Linked DNA regions of Zea mays: regions 1 and 3 are each linked to region 2. The links are chromatin contacts, called in public Hi-C maps. All regions are on one chromosome and are shown on one strand. The core of a region is the stretch at or near the end of the contact, and the rest is flanking DNA. Distances in the headings are between cores, read along the strand shown.

Region 1 (4,038 bases), core at 991-3,490, 250 kb before region 2:
GTCCTATATATTGGGCATCACAATCTCCATGAAATTTCTAAAGAGAATCGAAACTGAAGCTATTTTTGCTAAAGGTATACCACTTTATTCCCCATTAGGTCTTATTCGATTACATGGGGATCGGTGAGGATTGAGAGAGATTAAATCCCTTTCTATTCTATTTTGACTAGTACAGGATTTAATCCCCTCCAATCCATTTCAATCCACTCTTTTTTTATAATGGAAACAAAAAATGTTCCACCCTTTAGTAGTTTCCTACATATGTCATTACAGTTTGAAAATTAATAAAACATGCATCATTAAAAAAGAACATTCTTGGAAAGAACTTGTCAAGTCCTTATTCAGGCGAGTTCGGTTAAGAGTTGGTGACTATTGACAATTTACTGTTAAGCATATAAAAATGGGAAACTAACATTTGGTTCTCCTAAATTGTTGAAAAACAATCTAGTGCATGACTCGTTTCTGATGCTAACGCGAGAACGCAGGCACCTTGTGGGAACTAGGCATTGCTAATTTTCTGATCTAACTTTATTACACAGGCAAGTGTACAGATTGAGATGATTCAGTTGGAAAAAAAGAAACATTTCTTATAGTTTCACCATATTAACGTTGACCAAATTAACTTCAGATACAGAAGTACAGAACATCTTCTATAATGGTTGGAGATTCAGGTAAAGTATTTAAGATTTATATTATGCCTGAAGGTTGTTTGCTTAGTAACATACCAACAGCACTACAATCTTGTACTACAGGGGAATAAAGATGGTTTACCAGTAGTAATCATAACTCCAACAACTGATGAGATGACAATGGCAGAAATGGCAAAGATAGCAACTCCTACTGCTCCAATATACACTGCAACCAAGCAAGCAAAGAAGATAGCCAAGAATCCGCCAGCAGCGGCCAGTGACATCAGGGCTGAGACGATGATCGCATTAGCAGTGGCAATTAGCAGAAAGAACATGAAGATTAAAAGGCCAGTCAATGCTATAGGCATGATTGTCCCGACCTGCCAGATCAGAAAAGGGTAAAATGAGGAAAATTTATTTACTGAGAAATTTCAATAATTGCTAAAATGGATGCCATACCAAACCAAGGTATCATGTAAGAGTTTTATGGGATCAAAACTGCATGCGAAAGCAATCAACCATGCTCTGTTGCTACCGAAAGTAATCCACCATGTTTTTGTTTCCGCTTACAAGATGCACTCTCCAGTCTCCACCTTGAAATGCAAGTTTTGAGCTGTCCGAAGTCGTCAAACTAAGCTCAGTTTAATAAGTTTTTAGAAAAAACCGATAATATTTACGATACTAAATGAGCAGTATTAAAAACCCTGATACCGTACTAAATCTATTTTTATTGTTTACCTATTTGAGGTTGTAGATGTTAAAGATTGATTTAGGGCAAACATAGAGGCCACGGGGACGGGATGTGCAGGATATCTTAGGTCTTTAGCTAATTTTATGTAAATAGTGCAAAAAATGTTTCTAATAGCCCCCTAATCTAATTTGGTCCCCTCTAATTTTGAATCCTAGCTTCGCCCCTGTGTGGAGCTATTCTGCGATGAACAATTCTCCATTGCCATCCCTGCATATACCTATTATATTTCAGGAAGGAGGGATTACAATTCATCCTATTCTTCATTTCCCTCTACAGATCTTGTAAACATTTTGGCCCCTGAGACCTAAACAGTACCAATATAAACCAACATTTCAATGCTATATGACACAGTAACCCAATTGACTGATAGCACAAAGTAAAACAAGTGTACCAATACGCAATCACCTAAAGAACATCGAGTCAGATTTAGTAAACAGGACATGAAAACCCGTGCTTATGTTACGGATCAATGAGGCGCGCCCACCGAGATGACGAGGATGGCGCGGAGGCCGCTGCCCTGCCTTGTCCACTCGAGCAGATCCCGCGCTGAGTTCCGAGACGCCCCCTTCAGCCGCGGCGCGGCCTCGCAGGACGCCGCCCGGAGCCGCCGGAGCAGCGGCTCGTCCGGGTACCAGACGCCGTCGACGAAGCTGCGCAGAACGCCGGCGAGCGTGTACTCCTCGCCGACATCCACCTCGCGGGCGCCGGAGGGGGCCTCGCCGTTGGAAGCGGGCTTGGCAGAGGCGGAGGCAGGGGTGGCGGTGGCCTCGTCCACATCCACATCCATCGGCGGCGGGCGGTGGAGGACCGGGGAGGAGTCGATGCAACTTGGCACTGCAGGTGTCGACGAGGGGAACGGGAACTGATTGGGTATGCACCGTGCTGGATTTACATGAGGGTTCGGGGACACGTGGCGAGTGGAGCGCGGCCATCGCCATGTAGGTGAGACCGTGAGAAGTGTAACGAGGGGTGTCAATTTAACCGGAGTATTTGATATCCTCGAATATCTGACCCGATGAAGCTAGATATAGATATATATTTTGATTTATGGGTCAGAACCGAATTCTACCTTAAATTAGACGCACATAGATTAGTATATTACCTTTCAGCCGCGCGTTATCAGTTGGATATCCGAAAAACCCTAACACTATGAGCCTCACGTCTAACACTCTCAATCCCCCAATGTTGGTCACTCCTTGTAGCCTTGCTGATTTCCTGCGCCGTGTGTTGTGGCCCCTTGCTTCCAAGTGATATAGTCCATAGCACCAATGACGGCCAACCCTTTCAAGCTCTAGTGACCCTAACCACGACCTGCGGGCCCATAATAATTCTTTTATCTATACTACTATATATATTAATATTAAGAACCTAATGTGGGCATCTGGTGCTACCACGGCTTTACCCTCCCCACCAAGCATCGCAAAAAAAAAAGTGCATGATAATCCCTCGAACCTACATCCCTTTAATCTAGAAATTTGGGGCTAACTACGATACCAACATATCTTAGTATTTAGAAATAAACAAAAATTATATTTGTAGCCTAGGCGCCGCCCCATGCTCCCCCGCCTCGTGGCAACGCACAAATCTATTAAGAACCTAATATGGGTGTCTGGTGCTATCACGGCTTCACCCTCCGCACTGACATTCTGGGCTCGCCCCAATGCCCGCACAACTAGCTATTGCGTCTGCCCAGCACCCGACCCCGTGCAAAAAATAGTGCAGAGCGAGCACTTGAACCCACACCCCCCTGCCTTAGAAATTTGGGGCTAACCACCAGACTACATGTAACTTAGTGTTTAGAAATAAAAATAATTATATTTGAATAAATATGTCAATAGCAATTTATATGGTATTTAAAAATCGTATCAAAGCACGAGCAACTGGCTAGTTAAGTTTTAATTGTGTATGATGGTGAATTGGAAAGAACATTGATTAATTATGCTATTCAATTGTTGAAAAATGATTGTCTTTTATATCCGATGGATATCCGAAACCCGATGGACATGATCATAGATATAAATTTCTATCCGCGGGTATGGTCGCAGACGGATATTTGTTGCAACCGCACATATGGTTGCGGATGGATATTTGCAATATCCGATCCAAATCCGATCTGTTGCCATCCTTAGGTATAACCCGCAGGACCACCTGCAGGTAAGCGTGCTGCATTCACGTCCTCCATCCATGTATCGTACCGTTCCGTTGGGCGTTGGATACTGTTTCTACTGGCCGGAAGAGCATGTTTTAAGCGTTCTGGTTATCTCTCTACCAATATAAAAACATGTCAGATTTGGCCTGTTTGCATGCCTGTAATAGGCTAGCAGGCTCACGTCTAGCAGCTAGGCCATATCTGTCGAGGCTCTTTCAGGGCCGGTCCTGACATTTCGGAGGCCCTAAGCAAAAATTTGTATAGAGGCCCCATATAACTAGATATATATGCATATATCATCTACACATCTACTAAATACATATCAGTAAAGAAACTGTGTATAAGTTACTGTAATAGAGAATATTACACATTATTGTTTATAAAATAACATTGGCTGAAATAATAAAAATTTACTTGTCACTTCTCATCTTATAAAATTTCTTCTAACATTTTTTGATACAAAATCATCGATTATACTATTGATATCGATATCATTCAATAGCTTATTC
Region 2 (4,212 bases), core at 627-3,126:
GGGGCCCCACCCATTTCATTGGAGATTTGGCTGGAGGGTGGTACAAATCGTACTATGCCCTGGCCAAATTTTGTTTTGAGTTGTATGAGTTATGCAAACTTATATTTTAGCTGGTCACTAAAACTCTCCAAGGCGGCCTCTAAGTCCAAGTCAAGAATATTGCTCAGTTGTCAGGCAATTATACATGTGGTTGGATCCAAAATCTATGTAATGCTTTACAGGAGGACCTTATCCAAATACATGAAAAATCGTCTTCAGTTGCTGGGTTTGCCATCCTTCGATCATCTGATATTCAGTGTTTGTTTGCTGATTTTTCTTCATGGGACTTGGATAAGTATATATCAGATACACTTGTCTGGAGTTAACATTACACAAGTATCTAAATCTAGGAAGGCAACACTGGAATCCTTGATTTGTTTGATCTGCCACTGGAAGTTATCACGGAAGCTGCTTATTCTAGTGCAAATCAGTGATTATGGGGAACCTGGCTGCCAAAGTGACCACAATAGCAGATGTGTGAAGTTTGCTTATTTTGGATATGCTAATTGCTAAACAAAGAGCCAATGTTTCAGTTCAAGACATGCTTCGCTCATGGCATCATGATCCTAAATTTGTTCAGATTCTGCATTGACTTGAGGACAAATCGAATTTTAAGGAGGGGGGAATGTGACTATGTGAGGATGTGAGAACTACTACGTTGACATACCAAGCACAGGAGGCAGTCCAGGGTGCTCGGAAGCGCCATGCTATCAGTGCACCTGAGTGGGCATGGGTGTGTTGTTGTCTGTCATGTGAGGCCTTGGGGGTTTGTGTATATGTATTGTGGACCCGGTATGTCTTCCTCCTCTCCCTCGGCCCCACATCTCCGGCGAGTCGCGCGCCATGTCGCAGCCTCCCTTATCCGCTTCCTGCGGCGTGCGTCGATGCCCAGGCCAGGAGCGCCTAGAGCTCGCCCCTGCTTTGCTCCGGTTGCTCGTCTTCCCCAGCGCCGTCAGCCTCCTCCAACGCCGGCCACCAATCCACCATCTCCAGCCGTCGGCCACAACCTCCAAGCCCCGGCACCGTCTCTGTCGCACAGCTTCTCCTTCCCTTCTCCACGCTCCATTGGCTTTGCAGCCGTGACCTCCACCCACTTGTGTTCTTTGCTAGACCAGCATAGAAGAAGCTCTCTCTGGAGTGGATGATAGGTGGGCCCGAGTGGCTAGGACTAAATGCCTTTTGCTTCAAATCTACAGATTTCTTAATATATTCAAAAATGCATATATCATGTTTGGTAGCTGCAAAAATCGTGAAACTTGTTTTATTGACTTCCTTATGAAATGATCTACCCACTGAATCTATATTATTGCATGTTTTAGTAGAAAATTTATGGTGTAGAAATTTATTTTAAAAAAGATTTAGAAAATAACTTCTTCTTCGATCTCGGCGGAAGAGTCCTCCAAATCACTCTCCACAGCATAGGGCTTTCGAGGACGCACCATCTTCCAAATGACAGACAAGGTGTGTGAGACAACTAATACAAGGTGTGGTGATGAAATCGAAGAGGGAAACATGATGAACTCGTTCCTGAATGGTTCAATCGACCCAAGGGATGGGTTCAACTGAGCATGAACAGTTCAACCGTGTTTTCTCTCGATCTCACCCAATAGAGTGTAAATCCATAGAGAAATCCATCCATACAACACACATTGCTTCTATCTTGAGTGGATTTACAAGAAATTTCAAGAAATCGAAGGGACTTCCAAGAACACCATGAACGTACCTTGGAGAGAAGCTCAAATCCAATCCACGCAAGAGAGTGAAGGATGGGAGCAGATCCGATTTCTCCGTAGTTTTTCCCTCATAAATCAATGGAGATGGGCGGATTTGGTGGAGGAGAGGGAGTTGACGTGGGCGGCGGCTATTAAAAGAGAGGAATTTGGTAAAATGGGTCACTCTATCTTGCCGCTCTTCACAGTGGCGGGCCCAGGATTTATAAGGTGGGTATCCGAAATTTTTTATAGAATGGTTTTTTGGAAGATTAAAACATGTCTATTGATATATATAGTTAATTATATGTATAACCTAAAATTAAGCACACATGCTATGGTCATAAATGATTCAATAACTAGTCTACTAAACTTAAATTTCATACAACTATTTTAAAAAATTTAAATCTAAATGCATTTGTTGGTTGTTGCTCAATTGCTGGTTGACTGCTTGTCCTCTTTGGTATTTTCCAATCGCTAATGCCCAATCTGCAGCCTAGTACTGCAAGCAACAAAGCATGGGAGGCCAGGTTGGGTGACCACTAGCTGGGTAGGCTTGGACATTGGCACGATACGACCTTGCCCCTGGTTGTCTGTCCTGGCACGTGGTGACGCCTTGACTACGGTGGATTGAAGCCTCGGACGACGAACGATATACGACGCAACAACGAGGCCAGATGCAACGCAAACAGTTAGTCGGTCAAGTCTAGGCACCTAGCTGCGCCGCGGAGCAACGATTTCTCAACGGAGGTGCTGGTGTCTCCATGGCACGTGGGGCTGCAAGATGTGACCACGACTTGGTAGCTGGCGTATCTGGTGGCTCTGCCATGTTGCGACTACAATAAAATTTGAGGATTTTTTTTGTCGTGAGATACTGTGTTGGGCTTCATGGTCCACGACAAACGGTTGAATTAGTTAGGTACGAGAGGTAGGAATGAGATATTTTAGTCCAAATTAACAGAATTCTTTTATTTATTTGATTTATTTTTTATTTTCCATGCATATACACTATATACATGTATATATATTAAAGTTCTTTTGCAAAAAATAATGGGTATTCATTTGAATACCCTTGAATTGAATAGGGCCCGCCTCTGGCTCTTCATAATACACAACTTTAAGTCGGGGTCGTCAAAAAGGTCGTTTGAGTCTGCGCGCTCGCCAAAAGAGGTCACGGGTAATTTTGGGGCACCTGGCAGGTGGGCCCGCGAATCCTTCTGCCGATTATGCCCTTACGGCCTCAACGCACGCCGTCTGTTTCCCATTTCTCCTCCTTCTCTGTCTTCCTCTCGCATGCAGCGCCATTTCCTTCCTCCCTCCTCTGTCAGATCCCACTGCAGGTTCAGCCATTGCCGACTCACCGGAAAGCATCAGGGCGTCGACGCGCTGGCGGACGGCTTCGGAGACGTCCGCGACCTCGGCCCTGGTGGGCGTGGGGTACTCTATCATCGACTCGAGGAGCTGGGAGGCGACGATGACCGGCTTGTTCAACTGCCTGCAGAGCTGAACGATCTTTTGCTGTATAAAGCAAATACCACTAACTAACAGTAAGTTTTGATGTTTCCAAGGCCTACTTAATTAAAGCATAAAGCAAATACAATAAGTTTGATATTTCAGGGAGTTGGGGCCTTTAAAGGTTTTAAGCTAGGTAACTCTGTGGAATATCACTAACTAACCACAGAACATGAGATGGGTCATGGAATTTTTTAATGTGTGCAGAGCAATTATAGGGGCTGAGAAGTTATGGATGAGTTTGGTCATGCAATTTTAAACAGTTCTAATTCTTCTCTGAATCACATTGTTGAACAAATTTATTTGAGTATGTCCCATGAAATGCTGCCAATATGAATAATCATCCAGGGTTGACCAGTGACCAGGAAGCAACCAGCAACAATGGCTAAGCATCCAGAACAGTTCTAGGAACACCCATCATCAGTTTGACAGTGCCGAATAAGCATAAACTTAAATTAGTATAAAATTATGCGGTTAGTACCTTCACCCTCATCCACATTGCACAGTTTCCTTCGATCCCATTCCACGGAGTACGTTGAATACTTCTACGGTGAGGCGCGTTCACTGTGGTCTGGAAAAATAAAAGCTGCATCGGCAAGCCGAACACAAACCTATGATGAAGAGAGCAGCTCACCTGCAGAGGAGAAATGGGAAACAGACGGCGTGCGTTGAGGCCGTAAGGGCATAATCGGCAGAAGGATTCGCGGGTCCACCTGCCAGGTGCCCCAAAATTACCCGTGACCTCTTTTGGCGAGCGCGCAGACTCAAGCGACCCTTTTTGACGACTCCGGCTTGAAGCGGTGTATTATGAAGAGCGGCAAGATAGAGCGACCCATTTTGCCAAATTTCTCATTAAAAGATATGAGAGAAGAAGAGAGAGAAAGAGGGGAGAAGGGGAAAAACTGCCCAGTCTGTGTAATCCTGGTTCAACCGGTAATTGAATTTTTGGTTC
Region 3 (4,176 bases), core at 1,524-4,023, 180 kb after region 2:
ATAAAACTAGTTTTGTGATGATAATCTAGAGACTAAGTAATAATAATAGAAATGTTTCATAATAACATGCATACCGAAATTTCTCTCTTAATCTGCAGTGCGGCACCAAAATCACCAACAAAAATCCAATCTACAGTTAGAAAAGATGTATATTAGATGAACATCAATACAAGAAAAGTACATTGATGTAAATAGTGCAGTGAATATACCACTAAGTTGTCAATCTTGTAGTTGTGACTCGAGGCAATTGCATTCTTCTAGTTTTAAGACGCTGGAATCTTCTAGTAATAGTCTCATCATCAAGGGATTTGAATATCTCTTTCTCCGTATAGCAAACCATCAAATCATTCATCCAATCATCTTCAATTTTGTTACGCAATTCTCTCTTAATGTTCATTGCCGAAAATATTCTCTCAACACTTGCTGTTGAGACGGGTAATAACAAGGCCAACTCAATTAGCTTGAAAACCAAAGGGAACACAAGATGCTTTTTTAGTTTCAACCATCTTCATAGATAGATATGCAATATCTTCACAAGTACCAAAAGCAGCATGCCTTCGCACGTGGACAATGTATGTCTCAAGTTGCTCTCTTAATATTGCACATTCAATAACTGAAAAATCCTTATCATATAGAGTACCAAGTCGAACAAGTTTCTCTATATCAAAATCGCAAAATAAGTTCTTTGGATCGAGGCAAGAAAAGCAAACAAGCAACTCGCTAGAAACTTTTAAAGTGATGGCATAACTCAGTGTTGACTAAGTCAGTACCTGTGCGTTGTAACGGGGATATATAATATCTCGATAACTTATATATGCATGTATGTGTTATATAGTTATAGTTATGAGATAACTATATAATCGCTCCGTGTCCTACTACATGCGCGCGCACGTTTCGTCGCAGTTTCGTATTCTCATTATTTCCAGACAGCAAATAATCGAGGAACGAAGAAAAAAAACCACGTACGCGGCGGATTCATGCGAATTACGCCTAGATGATAATAGCTTTTCGCTAGCAATGGTCGGCTGGACAATTCCGCATCGTTCGCCACGGCCGCGTAAATAAAACACACAACACGATCAGACCAAAAAGTTCTGTTGCTGATGTTAGTTTAACCGAGGACGCTATGCCGAGTGCGGCAATCAGCAAAGAGTTTGTCGAGTGCTTTTGGTTTTTTGAGAGTCGGAAAAGAAGCTGTCTCCGGTAGTGCATGATAATTTTAGCTCAGTCGTGAAAGGAGAAAGAAAAATGGAAACATATCCTATGCATAAGACTGAGTTCGTTCATCAATCATCGGCTAATGTGTTTTATAAGAACTATCTTTCACGCTCTTCATCCCATTCCATGCCCAGTTATATATTTGAAAAAAACTAGTTTAGGAATAAGTGGATTAGAGGGAATTGAAGGAGATTTTAGCCCGAGCTTGTTCGGTTAGAAGTGGATTGAGGGGTATTCGAGTGGACTAAATCCCAATTTGTATAGGAGGGGGATTTAATCCCCTCAATTTACTTCTAACCGAACAAGCCTTTAGGGCCCGTTCGTTTCTGCTGAAACAGACCAGGATTAATTCCAAATCTCTAAAGCTTATATATAGTAATTATTGAAAGAATCCAAGTCAGATTTATTCCACCCCTTCGTTCTATGCGAAACGAACAGACCCTTAAGGTATGTACAGCTACGAAAGAATTGAGGGGATCAAATCCAATCCTATTTAAAATTGAATAAAAGAAGATTTAATCTCCCTTAATTCCATATGATTCTTATGCCTTAAACGGCGTTCGATTGCATCTGGATCGAAGAGGATTGAGGGGGTTTAATCCCTTCAATCCAGACGCAATTGAATCAAACCTTAGAGTTTGTTCGGTTGCAAAATAATTAGAGGGAATTAGATCTCTTTGTACTCAAAATTAATCCCTCTCAAACCCCTTCGATTCGAAGTCCCTCTCCCTGCTCCCAAATAAGACCTACACAGGTTCAACCGAATGTTGTTGAACGAATAGTACGGATTAAACTTATAAATTTGTACGTTAAGGTGATCTTGTATATGACAAGGCAGCGGACGGCTGTAGGCTTTGCAGTGCAGCACTTGCAATTGCAACGCAAGCATAAACGGACCCATGAGCAGAAGCTCATCAGACGGGCCCGCCCGCCTCAGGGCGCCACGTGGTAGGTTATTGAACCAACCAACGGTGCTGACGGCCGCCCGGGCCCCGCCGCTCAGGTTCATGGATTCGACGACGTCACACTTACGCACGCAAGCTGCTAACCACTACCACGACATCCCTTGTTTTTGTGAAATACTAGCATATAGATCTCAGTAGTAAGCGGTTTGACCGCGACGGCGACAACGACGGCGATAGTGGCGCGAGGAAGGTGCCGGCTGCGGTGACAAGAGTGAGATGTAGGGGCGGGGTCGTAGGAGAGACAAGAGATGAGCGATGAAGGATGATTTAAATAATATTGATTATCATATTTGATTGATTAAGGGAGGATGAGTTATCCAGTAATCTGATCTGTTGATTTTAATAGTATATTAAATCTGGCTACAATTTATTGAGTGAGTTTTGCAAAGTTTAAACTGTTAGATTATATAATGGTATAGATAGATAAATAGCGTGGTCGATGGATCACGCATAGTCGACGCATGACATGCATTACGGTTAATAGTATATCTATGTACGTGCATGTCCTCTCCCATGCTCCGCCCCGTTGCCTTATAAAGGCACGCAGCAGGACGGAACTGCACTGCACCTCGAGCACCCCCCGGCCCGTCGTCTACAGTCTACAGCACACATCGCAGCAGCTCGCGACCATCGTCCATCCGCTCAATTGTGATCGATCGAGCTGCGAGCCCATCGCCTCTAGCTAAGCTACCATGGGTCGGCAGCCGTGCTGCGACAAGGTGGGGCTGAAGAAGGGGCCGTGGACAGCGGAGGAGGACCAGAAGCTCGTCAGCTTCATCCTCGGCAACAGGCAGTGCTGCTGGCGCGCCGTGCCCAAGCTTGCCGGTGCGTATCTATCTATCTATGTACGTGCATGCTCGATCGATCGTCGCAGCTTTTGTCATGACGAGAGAAGCTTGTCGCGCGTTGCCATGCCATGCAGGGCTGCTGCGGTGCGGGAAGAGCTGCCGGCTGCGCTGGACCAACTACCTGCGGCCGGACCTCAAGAGGGGCCTGCTCTCCGACGCCGAGGAGAAGCTCGTCATCGACCTGCATGCTCAGCTCGGCAACAGGTGCCATGCATGCATTGCATACCCCCACTTCTGAAAATGAACTGTGTTCTGTATCTATCTTAGATTACATATTTGAAGGAAAATAAGCTTAGTTTTCTTTTTTTTTAATGTTCTTAAAAAATGTTAGGTGGTCAAAGATTGCGTCGCACATGCCAGGACGAACGGACAACGAGATTAAGAACCACTGGAACACCCACATCAAGAAGAAGCTCAGGAAGATGGGGATCGACCCCCTCACCCACAAGCCCCTCCCGCCGCCTGATCCGCATCCGCCGAAGGACCACCAGAGCCCACCGCACACCGCCACAGGTGGCTCGCCGGAAGCGCCGCCATCTCCGTCGCCGAAGCCTCCACAGGAGAAGACGGCAGTACCGGTGATGACGCCAGCTAGCCAGCAAGAAGCAGGTGACGATGACGTGCCGCTCCTCAGCAACTACTACCCAGGCTTCTGCACCGACGAGGTACCCATGATGGACCCGGACGAGATCATGGTGCCTCTGGACGACGGGCGGACGGCGCCGCCGACGTCGACGATTTTCTCGACCACGACCACGACGTCCTACTCTGCAGCCTCCGACTCCGTGTCGTCGTCCTTGAGCCGCGACGAGGACCCGCTGTTCCCGCTCATGGACTTGGAGTTCCCCGACATCGCGTTCCAGATGGGGCTACTAGACGACATGGTCGCGTCGTGGGACGACTCCTTGGCGCAGCAGCCGCTGTCGCCATCCCCTGTCTACGACGACGACTATGCAAACCAGCTGCAGATCAGGAGCGGCGTTGCGTTTGACCAGGAGCCAGGGAACAAGATTGTGCTCTTCTCTAGCTATTAGGCAGTTAACCCCTTTAATAAATGAGATATGCACCTCCTTACACCTTACTGGTCACTGCACTAAACTAGCAAATTACTCCGACACGACGGTTGTTCATTCTGTTAACTGCAA

Evidence for each region. Hi-C and Micro-C count contacts between places; a contact is called where the count stands out from the background.
Region 1: a Hi-C map of ear shows a contact between it and region 2, with 2.8 times the contacts expected there. The contact joins the promoter of LOC100277068 here to the promoter of LOC100275761 in region 2. A contact is called at or near these places in 2 of 25 Hi-C or Micro-C datasets (ear and tassel).
Region 3: a Hi-C map of tassel shows a contact between it and region 2, with 2.7 times the contacts expected there. The contact joins the promoter of LOC100191533 here to the promoter of LOC100275761 in region 2. A contact is called at or near these places in 2 of 25 Hi-C or Micro-C datasets (ear and tassel).

The regions. Positions count from the first base shown.
Region 1 is chr1:220,649,120-220,653,157 of Zm-B73-REFERENCE-NAM-5.0, reverse strand. LOC100277068 reads right to left here and starts at 2,240. Exons shown (of 3, transcript NM_001150735.3): 1 at 1,865-2,240; 2 at 772-1,009. The coding sequence starts at 2,167.
Region 2 is chr1:220,398,775-220,402,986 of Zm-B73-REFERENCE-NAM-5.0, reverse strand. LOC100275761 reads right to left here and starts at 1,876. Exons shown (of 2, transcript NM_001149765.2): 1 at 1,763-1,876.
Region 3 is chr1:220,215,565-220,219,740 of Zm-B73-REFERENCE-NAM-5.0, reverse strand. It overlaps LOC100191533, which reads left to right and starts at 2,773. Exons shown (of 3, transcript NM_001367463.1): 1 at 2,773-3,008; 2 at 3,106-3,235; 3 at 3,363-4,176. The coding sequence starts at 2,876. The coding sequence ends at 4,065.